Regions from separate parts of the Mus musculus genome. Here region 2 is linked to region 1. The links are chromatin contacts, called in public promoter capture Hi-C maps. All regions are on one chromosome and are shown on one strand. Each heading gives the region's core, a stretch centred on a gene start, on an enhancer-like site or on the middle of the called end of the contact. The rest is flanking DNA. Distances are from core to core; before and after follow the strand shown. Region 1 holds the start of Ccdc187 (coiled-coil domain containing 187). Region 2 holds the start of Snapc4 (small nuclear RNA activating complex, polypeptide 4).

Region 1 (3,536 bases), core at 408-2,907:
CCCAGAAAGTTGGTCTGGTTTCAGTAGGCAAGAGTGACTCTCCGCAGTCTTTATTACCACTGAGTAAATCTGGTCAGTTTCAGGGACTTCCTGAAGCTATTGTGAGTTGTTCACCTCCTTGTTTTAGGAGCTTCCCTTTAGTTTGGAATGTTTTAATCTTGAAGGAAACCATTTCACAATAAAGGTCCAAACCCTGAGAGTTTGGATAGCCCTGGCACCGCAGGGGTGACCCCTATCTTGCAGGCAGCAGGTGGGAGACAGGCTAGCAAAGGCCACCAAGGATGTTCCCAGGAGGATCTATGGAACAGAGAATTCTGAAGCAGAGCTCTCTTAAGACCCTAGAGTTGGGTGATCCAGCTTCCTCATGTCTTGACTTGGGCTAGAATGCAGCAGTCTGGTATAAGCCTAGCTGACTGTCTTGTCCTAGGAGGTACATGCCATCCCTTGGAGCACGGGGATCTAGGCCTTTGTGTTTTCTAGACAACAAACTATACTTGATGCTGTCCTAAAGTTCACTTACAGAGACCACTGGTGCCATTAGGGAACATATGAGTGGGATCTGCTCCAGGGCCATGGGAGTAGATGAGGCCCAGCAGGGCTGATCTAGGCTAGGGCAGTCAACTATTGCCAATAGGAACACACGCATAAGTTCACCTGGGCCCCTAGGTGGCAGAGCTCACCTCCCACATCCTCCTGCCTCAGCAAAGTCAGATCCCCGTCATGGGCATGCTGCCCATTTCCCTAAGGTTAGCTCTGCAGACCTGCCCCAGGGACAGTCAATTGGAAGGCCTCCTCTCCCTCAGTCTTGGGGAAAGTGGTAGATAGAAAAGTTGGCACCAGATGTGCCCAGGATACTGGAACTTGACTCTGGACCCTACCTATTCGGTACTAGAATGTTCTGGCTATGAGGGAGAGCCTAGGAGTTGGTGGCATGAAAGTAGTCTCCTCTCACACTCAGGAGGTCTGTCCTTGGGTTATTGTCTCCAGGGATTCATGTCCCTTCCCTAGATCAGACCCTTTAGAAACAGTCTCAAGAATGAAGGCTAGCTAGCTCAGTGGTAAGAGCTAACATATATAACATATACAAGCCCTGCAAACCATCTCTAGTGCCATTAAGGAAAAGAAAAATCAAGTCTTGGGTTTTCATCATGCTGCCTAGTCTTCTGTTCTTTGGAAATGCTTCGGAAGAAAAGCTTCAAGCTAAGCAGGGTTCTGTTCACACCTTCGCTTCCCAGCCAACAGGGGAGAGGCAAGACAGCAGAGGGTTTATGGGGTGTTCACAGTCCTCAGGGTGGGGTGTGGTCTCTCCTGTCCAAGGTTAGCCTTAGACTGGGATTAGAGCTGGGATTTGAGTCTTTTGTCCTTGGAACTGTGCTGACCACAGGGCTTACTGACCAGAATCCCAATCTTCCCATCATATCGACTTCCAGAAGTCTCTGTTGGGTGTGTGCTCCCTAGAGTGTCAGGGGCAGCTGTCTGCTAGCTAGAGCCATGAGTAGGAGTTGAAGCCACAGGCTAACACTCAGTGACACGGGGTTATTATGCTGTCATGGGCCACCTGGAATTCTCTCCCACCCCATGACAAACAGCTCACCAGGAAATCCCACAGCCATTGTCTACCCAAGGCTAGTTAACTCATTGTCCCTACCCTCCTTCAATGACTGTCCTGAGCATCAGGGGACCCACACTGGACAATACCCAGAACAAAGCAGTGTCCAGTCCCTGATGGGTGCTGTGTGGTAGGCCTACAGACTACCATGTGATTATCCTGTTAGACCCAGGGTCCCAGGTGGTGTGGCTTGCCATCTGTACTCTCCTATCTCAGATGCAATGACAACTCCGCTCATGGGTGTGATGCCCACCTCCTTAAGGGCAACCCTGCAGAACTGTTCCAGGGGCAACCAGCAAGAAGGCCTCTTCTCCCCCAAGGCCATGGGGAGAATGGCTGGTCAGAAGGACAGCACCAAGCCCAGGTAGTGTTTGTGTGGACAGGACAAGAGCACCAGCAATGCTAGTAGTCTTGTGGTTACCTTTCCTCAGGGGCAGCTTGTTCATGGGAGGTAGGAGGATACAGAGGTGGAGTGTGTGGGTCCCTGGCCAAAACTTGCTTGTACCTTTGATTTTGACATGGCTACTCTAGCCTCAGTTTTCTCGTGCATAAATTAAACTGATCATGGTACCTACCTTAAAAGGTTGTGGTTAGTGTCTGAGGGAGAATGTCAGGAGATGTCCATGTGGTGGAGGAATTTTCTGGTTCCTCTTGTCTTAGGCTGTGAGGTAGAAACAGGGAGAAAGGGGTGTTGGGGATTATAGGACACCATTCATATGAGATACTGAGCTCTGACAGGCTGTGTTGTCCCTCTCTCCAAGGGATGAAGTGTTCCATCCACATGCAGCCAAGGACAGCCTTCTGGCCACAACACTGAGGTGGCCTGTTCTCTCCCAGCAGTTGAGTCCACCTCAAACAGTTCCCTATGTGGCCTGGTCTGGCAATATCAAGGATCCAAGCCCCTACATGAAGGGCTGCAGCCTGCCCATGTGGTCTCCATGCTTGGACACTAAGGACGTGGACAGCTCGGTGTCATCCGGCAGAATGTCTGGCTCCTCAGGGGGGCATGAATCATGCACACTTTCTCATGGGCCCTGGAAGGAAAGGCCACCCCTGATACTGGGACCCCAGCGCCAGCCCAGGAAGAGTGACCCTCGTCTGGAGCAGTTGAGGGACAAGATCCGAGCCCAGGCACAGTGGCAGGCTAGCTGTGCCTCCCTGGGCACCTCTGCCCCCTCTAGTGCCTCGTGCCTCTACAAAACCTCGACGATGCTATGGCGGAAGACCCCCAAGGTGACAAATGCGCTTCCAGTGCCTGCTTTCCCAGGTCAGTGGCCGATATGCCCAGCTGGTGTGGCCATAGTTAAGGGAAAAGTGGAGGGCAAGTCGTAAGGTTATGTGCATAAGGTCCCCAAAGGGCTTGAGGATCGGGAGAACAGTGTAGCTTGGGGTGGGGCTTCTGAGCTGAATTTAGGGTGAAGATGCTTTATCACTTTATCGTGGTGTCAAATGATACCGTGAGATGAGAGGGATGGAGCCTTGGAAGACAGAGACCCAGAGAGCCTGTGGAGTCGTAAAAGGGACAAACTTTTTGTTTGTCCCTGAAGCCTTAGTGGCCATTTAAGCATGCCTGGACACTGTCAGGTGTAGAGAGTACGGCCAGTGTGGGATTTAGAAGGCCTGCCTGCCATCCACAAGCAAGATAGGCTGTATTTTCTGGAGTGGGGAAGGTGGATGTCAGTTAAACAAATACCTGAAGAGTTGCCCATTAGAGACGCTGAAAGCTAGGTGGCTGCCTAGGCATTTTCTAAGGAGGAAAGGATCTGTAAGGCAGCGGCTTCTCTTTAAAAGCCGTGGTAAAACACATAACATAAAATTAGTCACCTCTACTGTTTAAAATGCGTCCTGTTTATCTATTTGTGCATATACGTGTCTGTATGTGGGGAGCATTGCCCATATATATGCCCATATCCCACAACAGCCTAAT
Region 2 (3,536 bases), core at 267-2,766, 86 kb before region 1:
TGAACCGGATGAGAGCTGCACAACTACACTACTCTCAATTTACGTATGAAGTGTTCCTAAAGTTGTACAAGCACCATAGAGCATGGTGGTACATGCCTTTATTCAGAGTACCAGGAACAAAGACGATCCCAGTTCTCAATCAGTCTGTTCTACATAGACTGTCTCAAGAAACAACAGTACCCCAGGGAAATTTGCCTGATAGTTCTTACCAGGCTTGCCCCACACAAGTTCCTACACCAGGAACCTACAGGTTTCCTTTAATGCCCCAGACTCCCTCTGGCCAAACCCAACTCTGGGCCAGACTTGATATGACTCTTATTTTCTTTTTTGAGACAGTGTCTATATAGTTCTGAAACTTGCTTTGTTGTATATCAGGCTGGATTTGAACTCACAGAGTTACACCTACCTCTGCTTCCTGAATGTTGGATTAAAGGGATGCACTATTACTCTTTGATTTCATGATTCTGTACCCACTCCAGTAGTGTTGCAGGTGACTTCTAGCTTGTAGTCAGTTCTCCATAAGACCAAGGCCCTTCCCAGGTCCCACAAACTGGCCAGTCGCCAGGCTTGGTTTTCACCAGCCTTGAGCCTCAAGCCACTGCCATGCTTCTCCTACTCACAGGCATTATTAGGCACTAGGAGGACCCAGCTGCCTAGGGAGAGTAGAATTAAGGAAGCTGTTAAGAATTAATAATGGAGAGAAAGTACCCAAGGAGCTAAAGGGATCTGCAACCCTATAGGTGGAACAACATTATGAACTAACCAGTACCCCGGAGCTCTTGACTCTAGCTGCATATGTATCAAAAGATGGCCTAGTCGGCCATCACTGGAAAGAGAGGCCCATTGGACTTGCAAACTTTATATGCCCCAGTACAGGGGAACGCCAGGGCCAAAAAGGGGGAGTGGGTGGGTAGGGGAGTGGGGGGGAGTGTATTGGGGACTTTTTGGATAGTATTGGAAATGTAAATGAGGAAAATACCTAATTAAAAAAAAAAAGAATTAATAATGGGCCGGGCATGGTGGCTCACGCCTTTAATCCCAGCACTGGAGAGGCAGAGGCAGGCAGATCTCTGAGTTCAAGGCCAGCCTGGTCTACAAAGTGAGTTCCAGGACAGCCTGGGCTATACAGAGAAACCCTGTCTCGAAAAAACAAACAAACAAAAAATTAATAATGGATAATTATTGGTATTTTGTTTCATAAGAGTGAGACCGACCCCCCCCTCCCCGCCCTCCCGCCCCCCCCCCCCCACTACTTAGCCAGCAGCTCTGTGATGTGTTGGCCAGGCAGAATAATCCTTAGTGAATGAATGTCCATTTCTGGCGGTCCCAGGTTGTGGGCTCCGAGGACGACACACACGGGAAAGTACTTAACGACACACTGATCATTCATCCAAACCCAGAACACCAGGAGCTAAGTACACAGCCCAGGGAACCTGGAGAAAGATGAACGCCTCGCTAGGGCCCCGCCCCCCAGCACACCTCCTAGCATGCCCTGCGCCGCAGCCTGGGTGGGACTTCCGGTGCAAGCCTACTGACTTCCGCGACTGCTAGAAGCATGATCTGCGTGTGGTCGCCCGGGCGATGATGCCAGCTGTGAAGTTTGGAAGGGATGCCTAGAAGGTGAGGATTGGCGGGCGGCAGGTAGCAGGCGTTGTGTCCAGGAGGGGCAGGGCAGCCAGCACGGGGAAACCGAGGCGTGGCGTGGCCGCGACATTGCTGGAGTGGAGAGCCCGCGTCCGGAGCCCAGCCGAGGTCCCCTAGCTGGTGAGATGCAGGACCGGATTTGCTCCGTGCTGTGCTCCGAACCGCTGCTCTAACCGGTTGCATGCGCTGCAGCACCACCGGCCACCCCTGGCTTATCGAATCCAGCCACTAAGGGTGCATTGGACCCCAACTGCCTTGCCCGGTTAGGCCTTAGAAGGGACAGGCAGCAAAGTGTCTCTGATGTCATTAAAGGCGGACCGTGGCTCCCAGCTCAGGACTTGAAAACGTGACTTTTTCTTCCTTTATGTGGGCGATGCTGTGGGAGGAGATGGAATTGCTGCTGCCTCAAAACACGTTACTCTTTCGTTGGTGGCCAAGCATCCAGTGGCAATGATTATTGCTACATCTGTAGATCCCGCTGTTTCTAGCCAAGTTGGTTGACAAACGTTCCCTGTATAAGTAATTGGAATGTCGTTGAAGGGGATTTTGTTTTGTTTTGTTGTAGTCAGTTAAGACTGCTGTCAACAACTTAGTAGGAAGAAATCAAACAGGATGTTTTTCTTCATTTCTGGCTCTGGGTGTGAAAATGTGTTTGATAATTTTGTTTGAAACAGTATCTCACTAATGGTTTGAAATGCAGAGATCCACTTAGTTATGCCCCCCAAGTGCTGGGATTTAAATTATGTGCCATCACACTCAGCTCTTTGTTTCTTTATTTTGGTTTTTGGTTTTTTGGGTTTTTTTTTTTTTTTTTTTTTTTGGGCGGGGGGGGGGGGGGTGGATTTTCCGAGACAGGGTTTCTCTGTATAGCCCTGGTTGTCCTGGAACTCACTTTGCAGACCAGGCGGGCCTCGAACTCAGAAATCCGCCTGCCTCTGCCTCCCAAGTGCTGGGATTAAAGGCCTTTGCCACCACGCCCGGCTCTTTATTTTGTTTTTGAAGACAGTTTCTTTTAGAGCTCTGGCTGACCTGGAACTCACTCTGTAGACCAAGCTGGCCTCAAACTCAGAGATCCCCCTGCCTCTGCCTCCTGATTCCTGGGATTAAAGACGTGTGTCACTATACCCGACTTCTACACCCAGCTTTTTACAGTTATTATACTTGTTTATTTCCTTGTGTGTAGGTAGATGTGCCATAGTGGGGGAGGTCTGAGGGAAAGCTGGAGTAGGGTCTCTTCACCATTGATTACTGGTCCTGAATTCAGGTCCTTAGGCCTGGTAGCAAGTGCCTTTGTATGGTGTGCCATCTCACCCACCTGAGCTTGTGTTTTCTAGAATCATCTTTCACACTTCTCTTCCAAATTTCCTTTGCCCTCAGACTTTGCTTACAGTGTACCAGAGAAAAAGCCTCCTTTGTACTTTAGCAGACACTTGTTCAGTATCAGACAACACCATATGCCAGGTAGTGTTCTGAAAAGATAGGTCATGGAGTAAGCTAAGCCTTACTCTGACTTACTAGCCAGTCAGCACTGTGTAGAGCGGGGCACCTCTTTATAGGTTTGGATCACAGGGGGTGAATGTCTGTTGCTCTGCACTTTCTGCACTTGGTGACCAACTGAGCACCTTGGGGCACAGAGACAAGTGTTTTTACCTGTGCTGGTGGTGGCCTCAGGGAGAGTAGGGTCATTTCTAGGTGTTGAGTCAAGAGCAGAAGTCCTGGGTATGAAAAGAGTGTCATAACTTGTGGGACTTTAACCCTAAGCTGATTGCCATCTGGATAGTCTATTGTCTGCATTTGAACAGGCTCTTGCCACCTCCAGCAAGTGTGTGTCTGAAAGAGAACGAGACCCAGGCACACTCAATTTCTCATGTTTTCTAACATTCTGAAGGCAG

What was found. Capture Hi-C pulls out chosen DNA fragments and counts their contacts.
Region 2: a promoter capture Hi-C map of pancreatic islet shows a contact between it and region 1. The contact joins the promoter of Snapc4 here to the promoter of Ccdc187 in region 1. A contact is called at or near these places in 8 of 39 promoter capture datasets (the 3T3-L1 cell line, cancer-associated fibroblasts, cranial neural crest and 5 more), 13 of 484 Hi-C or Micro-C datasets (the C2C12 cell line, cerebral cortex, cortical neurons and 8 more), 15 of 115 datasets of contacts at active chromatin or transcription factors (CD8 T cells, the NIH/3T3 cell line, the SCID.adh cell line and 9 more) and 4 of 9 other capture datasets (adipose tissue, embryonic stem cells, liver and 1 more).

Annotation. Positions count from the first base shown.
Region 1 is chr2:26,292,678-26,296,213 of GRCm38.p6, reverse strand. Ccdc187 (coiled-coil domain containing 187) reads left to right here and starts at 1,657. Exons shown (of 10, transcript NM_177841.3): 1 at 1,657-1,973; 2 at 2,371-2,876. The coding sequence starts at 1,831. It overlaps Gm35807 (a long non-coding RNA gene), which reads right to left and starts at 1,507. Exons shown (of 3, transcript XR_374168.4): 1 at 1-1,507.
Region 2 is chr2:26,378,633-26,382,168 of GRCm38.p6, reverse strand. It overlaps Snapc4 (small nuclear RNA activating complex, polypeptide 4), which reads left to right and starts at 1,516. Exons shown (of 23, transcript NM_172339.4): 1 at 1,516-1,620; 2 at 3,533-3,536.